2 separate regions of the Canis lupus genome follow, and region 2 is linked to region 1. The links are chromatin contacts, called in public Hi-C maps. All regions are on one chromosome and are shown on one strand. The core of a region is the stretch at or near the end of the contact, and the rest is flanking DNA. Distances in the headings are between cores, read along the strand shown. Region 1 holds the start of RYK (tyrosine-protein kinase RYK). Region 2 holds the start of CEP63 (centrosomal protein of 63 kDa).

The links. Hi-C and Micro-C count contacts between places; a contact is called where the count stands out from the background.
Region 2: a Hi-C map of blood shows a contact between it and region 1, with 2.6 times the contacts expected there. The contact joins the promoter of CEP63 here to the promoter of RYK in region 1. A contact is called at or near these places in 2 of 9 Hi-C or Micro-C datasets (both in blood).

The regions. Positions count from the first base shown.
Region 1 is chr23:31,573,354-31,578,908 of UU_Cfam_GSD_1.0, reverse strand. It overlaps RYK (tyrosine-protein kinase RYK), which reads left to right and starts at 1,840. Exons shown (of 15, transcript XM_038570928.1): 1 at 1,840-2,077. The coding sequence starts at 1,840.
Region 2 is chr23:31,765,169-31,771,273 of UU_Cfam_GSD_1.0, reverse strand. CEP63 (centrosomal protein of 63 kDa) reads right to left here and starts at 3,291. Exons shown (of 15, transcript XM_038570937.1): 1 at 2,967-3,291. It overlaps ANAPC13 (anaphase-promoting complex subunit 13), which reads left to right and starts at 2,919. Exons shown (of 3, transcript XM_038570942.1): 1 at 2,919-3,078.

The DNA.
Region 1 (5,555 bases), core at 591-3,090:
GAACAGATCGCTTTTAGTAGAGAAGGAGAAAAAGTTCCAGGACCTCCCGCTGCATCAGTCCCTCTCTCTCTCTTCCCCCACCCTCCCCAGAGGATAAAAATAGCCGCCTCCCGGGCCTCCCTGCAGGAGCAGCAACTGCACACGGAAACCCGGCCTGTCCCGCGAGCAGCTGCGCAGTGAGGCCCGGGCCCGGCTGGCGACCCGGGGTCAGGGCGCGGGCCTGCCCGCAGGGGCGAGGTGACCCGGGCCGGGCAGGGACGCTTGGAAGTCTCAACCGAGACAGGGGGCACCTCGAGCAAGTCTGAGCACGATGGTGGGTGCTCGCAGAAATGCACCCCGAGACCTGGAGCTCCGCGCACGGCTCGTTGGGCAGCCTTCCGAAAAGCCAAGGTGTATCCCCGATTCTTAACCCCTTTAAGGGGCTGGGACTCGCTAGAACATTGAAACGTACGTGACAGCACTTCTCTGTGCGGGCCAAGTGCACCGCGAAAACAGACGCACTCTTCTGCACACCACAGGCTCGCATCCCCGGATGAGGGTTGACGATGGGGACGCAGAACGGTTTTAAGAAATAAAAATTCGTAACGTGTAAGGATAAGGTCACTAAGCTTTGCTGAGCAGGATCTTTTTGGAGAATAAGTGCACGTAGTATTCTATCCATGGGATAGTGACACAGGAAGGTTAATGTGGACCTCCCGATGGTGGGATCAAAGGTGCTTTCTATTTTTCACCATTTTCTCAGTAAGAAGAAACAGGTTTGGCAAACTGATTTTTTTTTTTAAGATTTTATTTATTTATTTATTTATTTATTCATGAGAGGCAGAGACACAGGCAGAGGGAGAAGCAGGCTCCATGCAGGGAGCCCGACGTGGGACTCGATCCCGGGTCTCCAGGGTCACGCCCTGGGCTGAAGGCGGCGTTAAACAGCTGAGCCACCCGGGCTGCCCTGGCAAACTGAATTTAAATAAAATATTAAAAAAGAAAGAAAGAGGGGAGCCACCTGGGTGGCTCAGCGGTTGAGCGCCGGCCTTTGGCCCGGGGCGTGACCCTGGAGGCCCGGGATCCGATCCCATACCGGGCTCCTTGCATGGAGCCTGCTTCTCCCTCTGCCTGTGTCTCTGCCTCTCATGAATAAATAAATAAATAAAGTCTTTAAAAAAATAAAGTAAAAAATAAAAAAGAGAGAAGGAGGGGAAAATAGTTTCCCTTTTGCTCCCGGAGCGGCTGCACGCAGGCAGTCCCTCGGCCCCCGCGGAGCCGGCTCGGGGGCAGCCGCGGCCCGGGCCTGCCGGTCTGGACTGTGTGTCGCGGGGAGCGGGGGTGCTGCAGACAATAGACGTGCAAACATCAGGTTGGTGACAACGAGGGGCGGGGACCGGCTCCTTTCGGAGGGTGCCCGGAGAGCCCCTAGCGCGCGCGGCAGCGCTCGGAAAATCAAAGCGCTCCCCTGCGGGCCCGGCCCCGCCCCGGCCCCGCCCCGGCCCGCCCCGGCCCCGCCCCGAGCGGACGGCGCGTGCGTGCGCGCTCTCGGGGGGCGGCGTGCGCGCGCACGCGCTCGCCCCCGGGCCGCCCCCTCCCGTCCCCTCCGCTCCGCTCCGCTCCGCTCCCCTCCCCTCCCTTCCCCTCCCCCGTGCAGCGGAGGATGCCGCCGAGGAGGAGGCGGCGGCGGCGGCGCGCTCCGGCGGTCTGAAGCGGCGTGCGGCTGCCACGGGCCGGCGGCGCGATGAGCTGGGCGGCCGCCCCCGGCTCGGAGCTGTGAGGGGCTCGGGGCCGGGGGTGGGTGGCGGCGGCGCGGCGGGCGGCCCGCGCTCCTCGGCGGCGGCGGCGGCGGCGGCGGCCATGCGCGGGGCGGCGCGGCAGGGGCGGCGGGGCCGGGGCCGCCTCCCGGGGACCCGCGGCCTCAGGGCCCCGCCGCCGCCGCCGCTGCCGCTGCTGCTCCTGCTGGCGCTGCTGCCGCTGCTCCCCGCGCCCGGCGCCGCCGCCGCCCCGGCCCCGCGGCCTCCCGCGCTGTCGCCCGCGGCCGCGGGGCCCAGCGTGAGCGTCTACCTGAGCGAGGACGAGGTGCGCCGGCTCATCGGTGAGTGGGGCCGCCTGCGTCGCGACGGGCAGGTCGGGCCGACCCCGGGGCTTCCGGCCGCCCGCGGCCCAGTGCAGCCCGCGCCGCCGCCCTGCGGACCCGCCGCGGAGCCCGCGGCCACGCCGTGCCGCCTTCCCCGCGCACAGCCTCCAGCTGCCAGCTTCTCCGCCCCCCGCTTGTCATCCAGGGCCCCGGTCCCGGGCTCCTCCAGGTTTTACGCGGACCAAACCTGCAAGCCCTTTGCCCCAGTGCAGGCCAACGATGCTGTTGCTCTTACTTTCTGGTTATCTTACCTTTCTTTTTTTTTTTTTTTAAGTATTTATTTATTTATTCGTGGTGGACACAGAGAGAGAGGCAGAGACACAGGCAGAGGGAGAAGCAGGCTGCACGCAGAGAGCCCGACGCGGGATTCGATCCCAGGACCCCGGATCAGGCCCCGGGCCGGGCCGAAGGCAGGCGCTCAGCCGCTGAGCACCCCCCCCCCCCCCCCGGGCATCCCGTTATCAATACTTTTTAAAAACGAGATGGGGAGGAGCGAGAGGTTGGAAGGGCACACTACGAGTTCGTGGCAGTCTCCAAACCTTGTGACAGATAAGCATATTTTTTAGATCGTGGGTGAATCTCCGGGTAGCAGACCTGTTAGCGTCGTTCGGTTATCTTTTTGGTTTCTTGTCTTGGATATGTTGGGCCGTGGGCCACCCTCGTATTCTGAATTCCTTGTAGGGAAAGGAGAACTTAGTTTTGGGTCAGTTGGTTGTTCCATTCCACCTAATTAGCTTTGTCGTTTGGGGGATTAATTTGAGAAATAATGGTGTCCTTGTACTGAGACTGGATTCTGGAAATGAGCCCTCAGAGGGAGGTCTGATAAAAATGGCCCCAAATGGGAAGTCTTTGGTAGTTAGGGGTATCTAGACATTCTTGGCGTGTTAGACTTTTGTATGTTGTGACACTAAATATTATTCCTCCTCCTCTGAGTGATGGGAGGGGAAATTATTATTATTATTATTATTATTATTTTTGATCACCCATTATCTATTTTTATTTTTATTTTTTAAGTTTAGAAGACTTTCTTGAAGTCGATTCAGTGTTGAATGGTGTTGCTTTTAGCAGTCTGTTGAGACGTTGTTACATATATGGGTTTCTAGTCTATAATCAAAGGAGAATGCTGTGTTTTTGTAATGTCTTGCCCCTCTTAGTCCCCTTTTCCGTATAGCTGAATTAGCTAAATTTTGTTGAGATGAATTAAAACTGGAAATTAGGTTAGTACTCGGAACATAAAACTAAGGTTTAGGAACGATAATGAATGCTCACAGATAGACTTGTATCTCACGATTATTTTAAAAATATTAATGCATTCTGCATGATTTTAAAGGTTTTTTGGTTAAAAGCTTGTATATGATTTGTGACTTTGTTCATATGTAAGAGTACATGTTAGAAACCTGCCAGGTGGGGGTAGGGGGCTGGGAACAACCAGGCTGACATTGATTGAGTGCCTGCTATTTACCGGCCCCTGCATGTTTTATACGCATCATTTCCTCTCATTTTCTTGTGACCCAGTTAAGTAGATACCATTATTCCCATTTTATTAAAAACATTTTTTTTTTCTTTTAAAGATTTTATTTATTTGACACACAGAGAGAAAGCACCAGCAAGGGGAGCAGCAGAAGGAGAGGAAGAAGTAGGCTCCCCTCTGAGCAGGGAGTCCAATGAGGCGCAGGCCTTCTCCCCAGGAAGGCAGGATCCTGACCTGAGCCCAAAGCAGACGCCTAACCGGCTGAGCCACTCCATTATTCCCATTTTAGAGTTGGAAGAAAGTGAGGCTTTATGTGACTTTCTCAAGGTCACACAATTCATAATCATTAAAGAAAAAAAATTAAACATAGTGTTGACATAGGCCACAAAGTTTTATTAATTGTAATGAAGATATTGTTTACATAGAAGTTTTATTACAGCGTGGTGGAAAAGAAGTCATTACTAATTAATACTTGAAATAATGTGTATGTATCTGTCACCTGACTGAAGAGGATCCAGTTTATGCCAGGAATGGGCTGTTGGGAGGAGGGGAAGGAGGAGTGCCTCACTGATCAACCTCTGGGGCAAGAGAGACCTCCAGTCGTATTTTTTCTAATGCAGAAGGAGTTGACCTGTTACAGTATGTCTTTTTGACTCCCCTTCTTGCCAGATTCAGGGGCATCTCCCTCATCCACTGTACCTTTAAAGTTTCTTGGCTGCTCCTGTTTGGGGAAGAACAAGTGGGTAGGACTCAGATGTCTACCAGGCATCTTGAGTTCTCAGACTGCAGTTTCTCACAGAAACCCTTGCGGTGCTTAAGACTACTTGAAATAATAGTTTGTACTATATTTCTTTTTTTTTTTTAATTTTTTATTTATTTATGATAGTCACAGAGAGAGAGAGAGAGAGAGAGAGAGAGGCAGAGACACACAGGCAGAGGGAGAAGCAGGCTCCATGCACCGGGAGCCCGACGTGGGATTCGATCCCGGGTCTCCAGGATCGCGCCCTGGGCCAAAGGCAGGCGCCAAACCGCTGCACCACCCAGGGATCCCTGTACTATATTTCTGTATCATTGTGGGTTAAATGCCTCTGAAAGCTGACTTGAGAAACTAATCATCATTTTAAAAATATTTCCAAGACCATGAGTTTGGAATTCCTAGTAAGAAAGTTATAAATGAACTTGATAGTGACGGCTTTATAAATTGAACTAATTACACTTGATATGAGAATAAGTTGTTGTTTTAATCCAATTAATATGTGCACACAGCTTAAAAATCAAATGGTGCTAAAAGGCTTAACATAAAACACAGCAGTGTCCTACCCTTGGCCTTTTTATCCTCTAGGTTCTACTTTCCAGTGGAAGCTACCATCTCATACTAGTTCTATTTATTTATTTTCCCATTTTTTACTTTCATATTTTGAAATTAATGTAGAATAAGCATTTGATTTCCTAGTATCATAATTCAGCACTTGCCCTGTTCTCTGGCCCAGTCCCTCAATATAGCTACATAACAATTTTTGGTAAAACCAACAATTAGTATTTACATTATTGCGTATATATGTATTGCTCACTTCTGAGTTAAATAGTGATGCCAGATTATGGGATTTTTCCTGTACTGTTTTGTTTTTACTGGAGCAAATAATTGCCTTCAACCTTTTGATTAGTTTTCATGTATCTATGGCTACGTTCCTTAAATACTCCCAAGAAATCTATTCAGTGCCTTTTGATATTTTTTTTTCTAGGTAGCACAAATCATCTCTCAGTTCCTCTTAGAGACTCCCTACTTGGGAGCCTTCCATCCTCTTGCTCCAGTCTGGACAGTAGGATTGTTTTTCCTGTGATTTCTGTTCCCTTCTCTCTTCCCTTGGAGCCTGTTTCCTGGATCACTTGCTTTCTTTTTCTTGGTTTGCTTCATTTTGCTAAAGGGTATCCTCAGTAGCTTCCTAAAAAGGGATCCATTGGAGG
Region 2 (6,105 bases), core at 2,042-4,541, 190 kb before region 1:
GTGGGAAAATCACCATTCTGCAATCCCTAATGCAATAATGAATATAGGCGATATAAATCTGTAAAAAAGAGTTCACCATTAAGTGAAAAGCTCATGGGGAATTTCACAATGGATGGATTGGGCTAACAATATTTGAACCCATTACATTGCTCAATCTTAAGAGAGAGACAACTCAGACATTTCATACCTCTCTGATAATGCAATAGATTGTCTACTGTACCACCTGGAAAATCGTCTTGACCCCCCCCCCACACACACACACACACAAAATTAAAGTTAAATCTGATCTTCTAGATCAGTGCTATTCAACAGAACTTTCTGCAATTATTGAAAAATTTTACTTCTGCACCATTCAAAGGGTAGCCACCAGGCACTTGTGACCACTGGGCACTTGAAATGTGGCTAATGAAGCCAGGGAACTGAATTTTTAGTTTTATATCATGGTAATATTTAATAGCTACAGCTGGCTGGTGGCTACTATAGTGGACAGTGCAATTCTAGATCTAACTACTGGTTTAAAGGGAAAAGATGTACATGTTAAAAGGATGTCATGCAGATGCAATCAGCTAAATCTAGAATATTAAGGGGGACAAGGGACACAAGGGAACCGCTCTATTTAAAAAGATTTAATCGATGTATCAACCAATGCAACATGTGAATCTCTATGGGATTTTGCTTCAAAAGAGCTAATTGTAAAAAGTCACTTAAGGGACACTTGGGGAAATCTAAACCCAGACTGAATATCGACATCATGGAATTTTTATAAATTTTTGTAAGTGTGATGACAGGACTATGGTTTTGTAAAGCTGAAAAAGCAAATTTAGCTGCGGGTACCCTAACATAAAAATTTAGCTGCGGGTACCCTAACATAAAAATAAATTAAATCCTTGCAATCCCTGTTCATGTTGGCTTCAGATGAATTTCAAATCAAGTTGACTTTTTTTTTTAAGTAGGGAACTCTGATAGAGTGGTTTACTGATCTTGTCACAGCTGGCCACCACTGCAACGTTAAATGAGAAAAGGAAGGACAAAGCAAAGATCTTCTACCTTCTAATGCGAGGAATATGGCACAGTACACTTAACATACACATTTATTACAAATAATTTTTAAAACCTGAACCTACATGCACTGAAGGGCAGTGTGAATGTCTAAATGTTTAGGAGTCTGTAACCCAAGAGAATTTCACTTCTACTATACTGATCACTGAGAACGGTGTAGCCAGAGGGGCAAGAAGCTGATGACAAACTAAAGGCGGTACTGTATTTCAAGTAAGAAAATACAGAAGCTTATTATATGATTACGCTACAGCTATAATACGTGTAAATGTGAATATGTAGATGTTACATGTAGTTGATGGTCCTTACTAGGGCTTCCTCTTCGCCTCTATAAAATAAAATAAAACGGAATGCAAGCAGTTAGGGAACTTCTGTATTACCGTAGTGTACCTACACTATAATACTTCTTTATTAAGTGTGAAATTATTTAAGGAATCGGATGAAAGGCTCAAGGAAAACTACTCTCTGCAAATAAGGCTACTCTAACTACAAATCAAGACTAGTCAATGACCTTGGACTCGTTTTTACTCTGAGGCTGGTAAGGAACGTTAAGGAAGACAGTATGCGCCCTAGGCTTAGGGCCCTCAAGTATCTTCACGATTAAAGTGCTCCTAAGGGGGGATCCCTGGGTGGCTCAGCAGTTCAGCGCCTGCCTGTGGCCCAGGGCCTGATCCTGGACACCCGGGATCGAGCCCCACGTCGGGCTCCCTGCATGGAGCCTGCTTCTCCCTCTGCCTGTGTCTCTGCCTTTCTATGTCTATCATGAATGAATAAATAAGTAGAATCTTAAAAAAAAAAAAATTTTTTTTTTTAAAGTGCCCCTAAGGGGCAGCCTGGGTGGCTCATCGGTTCAGCGCCTGCCTTTGACCCAGGGCGTGATCCTGGGGACCCGGGATCGAGGCCCACCTCGGGCTCCCTGCATGGAGCCTGCTTCTCCCGCTGCTTGTGTCCCTGCCTGTCTCTCGTGAATAAATAAATAAAATCTTTTAAATAAATAAATAAATAAATAAAGTGCTCCTAAGGAACTGTCCCTTTTAAGCCCTGGATCATTTCTTTCGCGCCCCTGATGTCAGACGATCGGTGAACTCAGGGTTTCCCAACTTCTTCAGTCCTTCACGATTCCTGCATTTCCGTACCTCTTGGACGAACATTATTAACTCACTTTTTAAAAACTGCTAAAAAAAATTTTTTTTTTAAATAAAAATAAAAACTGCTCGTGCCCCCCGCCCCGCCCCCAGGCGAATCGGCCCCAGTGCCGCCAAGGCTAAGCCGCAACAACGCTGGGAAGCTAACCAGATCTGGCAGCCTAGGCGGGAGGGCTGTGCCGGGGGTCCCTCCTCTGCAAAGGAAGAGCGGCCCGCAGCCGGCTCCGCCGCGGAAGACGAGGCCTGGGCGGCAGCTCGCCCCCCCCGCCGCCCTCCCGCCGGCCCGGCCTCGGGGGAGGGGCTGACCACCTGGCTGGCCCGGACGGCGCGCCGCCAAAGGCCACGTCCGCCTTCGCGGCTCCGCAGGGCACACGCGGCGAGGCCGACGGGCGGGGCGCCGCAGCGGAGCCGGGCCGGCGAGGGCGGGCCCGGGGGCCAGCGGGCGGCGGCGGACGCCAGCCCCGGGCCGTACGGCCGGGCAGCCCGCGGCGCCGCCGCAGCCAGGGCTGCCTCCGGACCGGGACACGCCCGCCCCTCGCCCGTCCACCGGGCGCACATGCGGTTACTGGGCCGCTGCGCACGCGCGCGCGCCCCCGAGCCTTCCCGCCGTTACCTCCGGCCGGGGGCGCGCACGCGCGTCACCGCCGACCCCGACGTCCGGCCTCCGCCGTCCGCACGTTCGTTCCGCCCACTGCCCCCTCGCTTCTTCCTCGGAGCAGCGTCCTCCCAGGACGCCCCTCCGCGCATGCAAATGGGCTCACCCACATCACATCCGGGGATCGGAGCGCAGGACCGCGCGGGTCACGTGATCCTCAGAGGCGCGGGGTGGGGGGTGGAAGTTCCGGTGGAAGCGGGTGCGGCGCTGAGTCCGGTGCGGGTAAGGCTTTCCCGCGCCCCTAGTCCCGGTTTTGGAGGGACGAGGACGCGTTGGTTCCTCAGCGGCGCCTCTCCCCGCTCCCGTCAGTGGAGGCCGATGTCTTCACTTCATCTTCACAACCACTGTCCCCACCGCTCGCCCTGGAGGGTGGAAAGGCACTCGCGTGGCGGCTCCGGGCCTCCCCCGCTTCCACACTTGGTATCTCCAGCCGGAAGTGGGGACCGGGGCGGCCCCCTGCTTGCGGACGGCTGGTGGTGGCCCGCGAGGGTCATTTCTAGCGCGGGGGAAGGCGGGCCCGCTTAGTTCGCGTTAACCGCCGGCTTGCGGATCTGCAAAGCACAGAAACCGGATGACACCACGGGTCTGGGAAAGTGTGACGAGCTCCGCGTTGGGACCACTCGCTGTGTCCAGGGAACTGAGGGACCCCAGGAGGGACGAGGACCGCGCCCCGCCTGGGTCTAGGAACCGCCCTCCTGCGGGAGATGACCCGGGAGCCAAGTCTTGTAGACTGATGGGGGGCGGGGGGTGGCTGGAAACATTGTACGGAGCACCTGCTCCGGAGGCCCCGGGCTGTCACGTGCGTAAGAGAAGGTTCGTTAGGGAAGGTAGTAGTGTCTCATTCTGTCGAGTGTGGCACGTGCTCGGGACAGTGGCCGTGTCCCGGACGTTGCCGGTCTTTTTTTTTTTTTTTTTTTAATTTATTTATTGGAGTTCAATTTGCCAACATATAGCATAACACCCAGTGCTCACCCTGCCAAGTGCCCCCCTCAGTGCCCGTCACCCAGTCACCCCCCACCCCCCTGCCCTCCTCCCCTTCCACCACCCCTAGTTCGTTTCCCAGAGTTAGGAGTCTCTCATGTTCTGTCTCCCTTTCTGGTGTTTCCCACTCATTTTTTCTCCTTTCCCCTTTATTCCCTTTCACTAATTTTTATATTCCCCAAATGAATGAGACCATACAATAAATGATTGTCCTTCTCCGATTGACTTATTCACTCAGCATAATACCCTCCAGTTCCATCCACGTCGAAGCAAATGGTGGGTATTTGTCGTCTCTAATGGCTGAGGAATATTCCATTGTATACATAAACCACAGCTTCTTGATCCATTCATCTTTCGTGGACACCGAGGCTCCTTCCACAGGCTGGCTATTGTGGACATTGCTGCTAGAAACATCGGGGTGCAGGTGTCCCGGCGTTTCACTGCATCTGAATCTTTGGGGTCTTGATCGTTTCCATTCTTCAGCCCCTGAAGATTCAGTGAAGGCACCTTAGTGCCTGACTCTGGAAATGAGTTGTTGACCCGGTGAGCTGACACCAGTGTTGAGTTTGGAAGGAAGAGTAGGCGTTGGTGATTGGGGGAGGGTGGTGGTGGGGTGGGGAGGCTTTTAAGTGCAAAGCCAGGGAAGTATAACAGGGTTAGTGGTATTTGGAAGAGGGACAGTGAAGAAAGCTGGAGGCCAAATTTGGAAAGGATGTACTGGATCCTTGCTGCAGGATCGACACACAGTAGTTGTAGACACTGATAGAATCTGTTAGAGAGACGACCCAGCTTGTTAGGTGGATCATAAAGACCAGAAGGAAACGTTCAAAAGCAGAATGCATGCTGAAGCTGGAGTGATTTGAAAGAACTTTACAAGAAGGTGGAATCTGTACGTGACTGGGGGAAATTAGCTAGTTCCGATCAGCAAGAAAAAGGAGGAGGATATCCCAGGGGACAAAGAAATGGCAGCAGGAAAACGGGTTCGTGTAGGACAGGGATTCCAAAAATATAACAGGAACTGTGTGGAGATTTCCTAAAAGCAATATCCTTTTACTTGCTTTGAGTTATCCACTCGGTAGTACTGGATTAATTCTTGACCAAAACAGCAAGGCCTCAGCTATTTCACTGGTGACCGAAAATAGCTGGGTCCCTTCTGCTTCAGTTTCGCCTGGCTCTTTCCCATGGGGATAAAAACACTTAGCCCACCCCAAACTGTGTAGTTAATGACCCAGGCATTAGGGCCATCATGCAGTCATATTTTTGGGGCCAAGCACAGCCCGTATGAAGGAGTTGGAATCCACCCTTAAAGATTGTTCCTTTTATGAATGTTTTGTAGCCTCAGAAACCAGGAGTGACTGGGAGTGTCTTTGGTGCCATTAGGTTCCAGACCATCAGGATGGCTGCTTTGTGGCCGGGTAGGAGTGCCCCTAGTACTGTGCTTCACTGATGATGAAGCAGCAGAACCCAGAGTAGGAAACAGGGTATCCAGACATACCCTCCCTGCTGGCTGCTGCTGTTTAGGAGGAAAAAAAAAAAGGGAGAATCAGCCATGGCCAAGGAGCTAAGTAACATCTTGACCCCTTGGTCCAGGCATTCAAGGGAATACAACATTAAAATTCAGAGGAAGGGACCCCAAAGGGAAGCAGAAATGGGAAGCAAGGAGTCCCTCTACTATGGTTCACCTAGAGATGCTCCTTTCAGAACTCGTGTTGGGCATTATTTTATTTTATGGGGGCGGGGGGGGCACTATTTTTTAAAAGGAGGCAGTTTCTTTTACAAATACAGCTGAGGATTTTTGTCAGCTCTGTAGTTGGTCACTTTGCGTAGCCCATTTCACTGTCTTGGTACGTTCATTTAGCTCCTGTGCCTAAGAATGCTAATACTAGAGCCAAAGCAGGTGGAGACTTGTAAAAAATTGTGCAAGAGAAGGCTAAAGGGGACAGAGAACACTTGGTTGTGAACCAGGGAAAGGCATCCTGAACAGGGAAAGGTGAATATGCAAATTAGGAGAGAAAAGCTACATTCTAGGTACACTGTGGCCTTGCACACAAGGCATCTGTCACACTGACACTGATCTGTCAACGGGGCCATATATATACGTACACACGCATACATACATATACATATATACGTGTGTGTGTATATACACACACACATATATATATATATATATATATATACACACACACAGACGTGTATATGTTATAAAGCGTCCATGAGAGGAGAGGGGATGGGCAGTAGGGAGAGACTGTGATCCTATTGATGAGA